2 separate regions of the Mus musculus genome follow, and region 2 is linked to region 1. A link is a contact called in public HiChIP or PLAC-seq data. All regions are on one chromosome and are shown on one strand. The core of a region is the stretch at or near the end of the contact, and the rest is flanking DNA. Distances in the headings are between cores, read along the strand shown.

What was found. HiChIP or PLAC-seq counts read pairs in DNA pulled down with a chosen protein or histone mark.
Region 2: a contact with region 1 is called in an H3K4me3 HiChIP or PLAC-seq map of embryonic stem cells, with 26 read pairs. The contact joins the enhancer-like site here to the promoter of Eif2ak3 in region 1. A contact is called at or near these places in 4 of 39 promoter capture datasets (the C10 cell line, liver, macrophages and 1 more), 4 of 15 datasets of contacts at CTCF or cohesin (the NIH/3T3 cell line, embryonic stem cells, large pre-B cells and 1 more), 12 of 484 Hi-C or Micro-C datasets (B cells, CD8 T cells, Sertoli cells and 9 more), 4 of 115 datasets of contacts at active chromatin or transcription factors (embryonic stem cells, intestinal crypt epithelium and thymic regulatory T cells) and 3 of 9 other capture datasets (adipose tissue, liver and pancreatic islet).

What each region holds. Positions count from the first base shown.
Region 1 is chr6:70,843,231-70,846,256 of GRCm38.p6, forward strand. It overlaps Eif2ak3 (eukaryotic translation initiation factor 2 alpha kinase 3), which reads left to right and starts at 1,285. Exons shown (of 17, transcript NM_010121.3): 1 at 1,285-1,791. The coding sequence starts at 1,496.
Region 2 is chr6:70,898,324-70,901,468 of GRCm38.p6, forward strand. Eif2ak3 (eukaryotic translation initiation factor 2 alpha kinase 3) reads left to right here. Exons shown (of 17, transcript NM_010121.3): 15 at 1,909-2,010; 16 at 3,082-3,144. Among named protein-coding and RNA genes, the nearest start is that of Tex37, 19 kb to the right of the region's middle. Within about 2 kb of position 1,413, at least 9 of the 459 cell types and tissues checked have an H3K27ac peak or open chromatin away from gene starts, as enhancers often do. A contact at or near this core is called in embryonic stem cells, where this site is marked.

The DNA of each region.
Region 1 (3,026 bases), core at 35-2,534:
GGGACAAAATGTCTCATAGAGGAAAGGCTGAGTTCCACAGTGGAGGACACTTAGGAGGAAAAACGGGACTCCTCTTCGAATTTATTAAAACCATGTGAGTGAATCAGAGCAATCTGGGTGGAGCTGAGGAATACTAATGCCTGTGCAGTGTGTGTGAGATGAGAGAGGACAGGAAGACAAGGCGCTTTAGAGATTTGTTGTACAGAAGAGAGAAGGAATGTGGTGAGAACTAAAGGGAGAAATGGGTTTATAGGGATTGGGGCTGAGTGGAAATTAAGTGTGCTTCATGCAGATGGAGACCAGCGTACACAAACTGCCAACATCATTAAAAATCTTCCCAGTGTTTGGTTGGTGTTCTGAGTACACTGCTGAAGGATGCAACTTCTTACTCTTCCACACACCAGCTCTGAAATCTTCAGGGTATTCGCAACTACTTTAAGAGAATTTTAAACGCTTTGGTCAAACATTTGAACCTTCCCCACTTTGGTCGTTGTCGTTCTATTTCTCCTGAGGGCAGTGTAAAGCATGCCAAACCAACCGGGAGACTTAATAAATTTTTGTGACTGTGTGACCTTGTGCAGATTACTTCAAGTGCGCCAGGCCTGGGATCCTCCTTTATAAACAGGTTAAGAGGCGTTCCGGGCGCTCTGGGTTATCTGTTCTACAGATCACTGTCATCTCTATCAAAGCTGTAATTGTAATTCTTAATACCTTCCTAGCCACAAATTGGGCAACTCCTGAACTTCTAAGGACACATGACCTGTGCAGTCACTTTCCCCCAACTCTCATCCCTTCTTTCCAAATAAATTCGGCTTGGGAATAGCAAAAGCATCTATCCCTTTAAGATCAGCCACCTCCCGGCCACCCGGGACTCCTTTCCACTCTTCTTCCTTTCACAGGGGACGGTCCTCTTCACACTCAGAATCGGCCACGTACTAAGTGCCGCTTCCAACCAATCAAGAAGCAGTTAGCTCAGGCCTTTGAGGAGCATCCACTTTCACCAATAATCTCCAAGCTTTTCCCAGCGCCTCACTTTGAGGGGCGAGGCCAATCAGGGAATGGACCAATCCGTTCCAGAAGTGGCATTAGGGAACTGAAATGATTCACCAATCGCCTAAGAAGACTCTGGGGAGGGGCATTTCTCATTGGCCGTCGTTCCCGGAAAAGGGCCGGACTGCCACAGGGAAAACTACAATTTGATTGGTAGGTATAATGTTGACAACAAGGAACGCGTCTGCCTGGCTCGGAGTGGCAAGGCGCGCAACCAATCGCAGAGCAGACGCACGGAACCCTCGCTCAATGGGCGATGTCTGCACAAGGCTGTCACTCAGGTGGCAGTGGCTGAGACGTGGCCGGGCAGCTCTGCTGCTGCGGCGCGAAGTCGAGAGGCGGCGGGGTCCGTGGCGCGCGCTCGCAGTGCTCCGAGGCTCCGAGCGGCGAGACGGGCGGGCGCCGACGGCAGGGTCTCCATGCCCGCGCGTGGGGCGGGCCGCTGATGGAGCGCGCCACCCGGCCCGGGCCGCGCGCGCTGCTGCTGCTTCTGTTCCTGCTGCTGGGCTGCGCGGCGGGGATCTCGGCGGTCGCGCCCGCCCGCAGTTTGCTTGCTCCCGCGTCGGAGACAGTGTTTGGCTTAGGGGCAGCGGCCGCCCCGACTTCGGCCGCGCGGGTGCCTGCGGTGGCAACGGCCGAAGTGACCGTGGAGGACGCCGAGGCATTGCCGGCTGCCGCTGGCGAACCGGAGTCACGCGCGACGGAGCCCGATGACGACGTGGAACTGCGGCCTCGCGGCAGGTGAGAGGTTGGGAACTAGGGTCGGGGCACCTCTCGCAGGGATGCGAGTGACTGCGGACAAAGCAGAGAGCCGCGACACCTTCCTGTCCCACTCTGAGCGCCTGCCTGGTCCTGGCTGTGGGAGGGCAACAGCATCTTTAAAGGAGGATGAGGGATGCCTGGAGAATGCAACACCCGGCTTAGGGAAGAAAGTCACTTCCCCGCTTTCATTGTTTTCGGGCTTTAACCATATGCACTTTACACTCCCATTCCCAAATACTTGACTCGTTCTGTCCTGATTCTGTTGCGACAGGTAAAACGACTTTCAAAAGAGATGCCTACATTTATCCTTCAAATACAAGTCTGTTGTGGCTCCTGGTCGAGGGTTTTGATTTTCTGTTTCTCTAATTGAGATATGCGGGAACACCTGCATCAGAATTACCAGGGGGATGCTGGTTAAATGGACAGTTTTCTAGGCTCCGCCCCGGTTTTACTAAACCAGACCTTTTCTGGGTAAGAACAAGCACTCTCAAGAGCTCCGAACACACTTAGAGGTTAAAGTTTAAGGAGTGTGCTTGGGTTCTTTTATCCTAGCAGCTTTTTGATATTTAAAGGGGGTTAGCATAGTTTATTTCAGTTGGATTTCTTAGCCTTATAAACATACAAATTCAAGAGACAAGTTTTAAAGCAATTTTCAAAGTCTGCACAGAATGTAAAATACTTTAATAAAGTATTTTTCAGATAGCATGTGTGGAGAAAGTGGCACTATTTAATAGAAAGAATGCTAAAAGAGCATTAGGTAAATTAAGAGCTGCATCTAAATTAGAACATATCTAAGTTTGTAACATAGTAGTTATAGATTATAAAAAGTATCAGAACCTTGATCTAGGTACCCAGTGATTACCAGAAATAAACAGGGCAAGCCCTAAAATTCTCCATACACCATTTGAATAGTTATATTTAAGAATGTTTAAGTAATAAAGAATACAATTTCATCTATTTGCGAATGTATGAACTCTCCTAGATGAGTGAAACAGCTGTGAAGAGTAAATTACACGAAGTAGAGAGAACTATTCTGTTTTCCTTAGAACACACACCTGCAGCAGCAGGGACTTTCTAAAGCTGAGCAGAACCCCTGGGGTTATGGAGGTAGAGCAGGAAGCCTCTGCTCTTGGAAGGAATACGCAGTCAATCCAGCAATCGGGATGAAGCAGAAGGTCCTAACTGTAGGGCGGTTCAAATGAACAGTAGAAAGC
Region 2 (3,145 bases), core at 163-2,662, 55 kb after region 1:
TTCACCTTTTCGGCCTTCAGATGTAGTTGGTGCCAGGCATACTCTAGCTACTGCCTGTCCTGCTGCCCTCTCGTGGGATACGCAACGAACTGCTCTTCAAAGCTCAATAAAAGGTCTCTTCAAGTAGCTCAGTCTCCACAAATTCATGCAATCAAAATAAATATGTGGGGGCTGGGGAGATGGCTTAGCCATTGAGAGCACTGGCTGCTCTTCCAAAGGACCCTGGTTCAATTCCCAGCATCTGCATGGCAGCTTACAGCTATAACTCCAATTCCAGGGTATCTGACACAAACACACATGCAGGCAAAACACCAATGAACATAAAATAAAAATCCAAAACTTTTAAGTCTCAATTTTTACAATCCAGTAACATGTTAATAATTCTTTCTCCTTATATATTAATCTTTCTTCTTTAAAAGGAATGGGAAAATATAGGAATATATAATAAAGAAAAAGGCGTTTACCAAAAATAAGTATAAAATTTCCAGCTGTGTACATGCATGCACACATATCTTATATGTAAATATATCTTTTTATATCTTTTAATATTATATATAAATTGTTATGTTGGAAACCAAAGTTGGAATTTTGTTTCATAGTTTTCGATCAGTATTCACATGTGACCATTCATGAGTTCTTGGACATCCTCAGACAGATGTGAAACATACATGCAGTTCAGATTGCTCAATGTTTGTTTTGAACACTAAAGTTAATGTCAGTTTTGCTGGGAGGCCAGTCACTTGGATAATTGGCCCAGCATCTCTGTTACATCTTCATCGACTCTGCCATGGACAGGATTCCATTCATTCAACTGTGAATGAGTCAGTTTACATTGCCCAAATATTGTATGAGGGTATCTTTTTCCCCCGTACCTATGTTGCCAGTGTCCTTGGACATTTTCTTTGAAGGCTTCCCAAGCCACAGAGGGAGGCAAGGGACAGTGCTATAGGTTGCAGTAATCACTTTAGATCATAGTATGGTGGGTACATACCTGATACAGTCAGTGGAACTTTGCACCTGCTATTTTGTGAGCAGAAGCCAGCCTGCATAGAAGGAACCAAAGAGGCAGATAGCTAGAGTGATGTGGAGGAGAGGGGGTGATGGCCTCCGTCCTGTCACCTGTTTCCTCTCCCCCTCCCCCTGGTACAGCAGTTTTGAGGTGAGCCAGTTCCAGGGCTGTTTACCTGTAGTCAAGTAACTGGCCTAAGGAAATGTTCATAAATAAAAGGGCTCTCCCAAGGCTCCAGGACTTCGCTTTGCATTTGAATGGGGCTTTCCTTAATAGAGCAGAGCAGATGTGATTCTTTGCCCTGTGGTATCAGGTATTTATTGAGGGCCTGCTCTGTACTTAGCCCAGTGCTGAATGATGGGAAGGGAACACAAAAGCAGCAGGTCTCTTCCCTGCCAGGACTGGGAAGGCACAAAAAATATGCACATGAAAAATAGGGCTGTGCATGCAGAGCAGTCTGCAATTAAGTGCGTAATGAAGGCTCCCCGGTTGATTAGTGGCTTGCAGTAATGACCGACTTCAGGACTCCGGTGATTAGAAATGAGATTGGCTTCAGATAGTGTCGCTTTGAAAAGCTTCACCTCAGGGGGCCTGAGCGGCCCTTACAGACTCCAGAGCACCAGGCTCCGAGTTTCTGCCCTTCGTGCTGATGCATATCTCTCTGGAGCCTTACCTGGGCTTTCCCTCTGTGATGCTTAGTGCTGTAATTACACCTGCCCACATCGAAAGAGGGCAGGAGAGGGACTTAGAGATTAACTCTTTGCTCATACCCAGAGGTAACTGAATCAGCTCAGGGCCCGTGATGCTGCGTAGGAACTGAGCCATCTCTGTGTGAATACTCTAATGATATGCTCCCTCTGGGGCAATTTTTTTTTTAACATATCTTTATGCTATTTCAGATTCATGGAAACAACTACTCCCATAAAGTGGACATCTTCTCTTTAGGCTTGATTCTGTTTGAACTCCTCTACCCATTCAGCACCCAGATGGAACGAGTCCGGGTAAGTGCGTCTCAGGCACCCATGAGGACGGGCAGAGGGATTACTTACAATTTACAAGAGTTTTTTGGTGGTTACGTTTCTTCTTTTTTAAACTTTTAACTACGCATGTGTGCGCGTGCGGTTGTGTGAGAGTGCAGGTATGCCCTGATGTCGGAGGCTTCAGATGCCCCTGGAGTGGAGTTGCATGCAGTTCTAAGCTGCACAGCTGAACTCTCCAGCGCCATTAAGTTTATTCTCGATGCCATTAGACAGTTAAACTAGGAGCAAAAGGGACCCAGTGAGCAACAGGATTATTCTAGATGTTCTGTTGGTATCAGTTCATCATCACCTTAACAGTAGTTTGCATTTGGCAACCTTGTGACCACTGCAGAGCCAGAGGGAGCTGGGAGGGTAACGTGAGTGAGGGCAGGAAATAGTGCCAGTTGGATGGAGGAAACCCTATGGAGGACAAGTGGTCATGCAGTCACAGACAGATGCTGGCAGATGGCACACGGCTAGGTTTTCCAAACATCATGACCGTAGGTTTTCAGTCAGACAGTACTAGTTGGGTATGGTACTGCAACCTTTAATCCCAGCACTTGGGAGGCGAAGACAGGGCAGATCTCTGTGTGTTGGAGGCTGGCTTGGTAAACAGAGCAGGTTCCAGGCCAGTCAAGGCTACCAGCTACCGAGTGAGCTCTGTCTAAGCAAAATAAGAGATCCACTCAAGCAAAGAATCAAGAATCAAATTTGTGGATTAATCAGTTCATCAAAGACACTGGGAAGAAAGTGAAAAGTTTGGGGCTAGAGAGAAGGCACAGAAAGCCCTTGCTGTTCATTCAGAGGACAGGAGTTCAGTTCCCAGCATCTACATATGGCAAGCAGTTCACAGTTGCTTGTACTCCAGGGACTAATACCTGGGCTGCCTGGGTGCACATGCATACACACACAGGCATGAGCACATAGGCACATTAATAAAAATAAGGAAAGGGAAAAGACAGGCTGGGGTGTTGTCAGTGTACTTATCTAGCATGTGTGAGAAGTGGACATACGACAAAATAAAGCTAAAAGATTAACTTTCTTTCTTTCTAGATTTTAACTGATGTCAGAAATCTCAAGTTTCCTCTACTGTTCACTCAGAAATATCCCCAAGAGG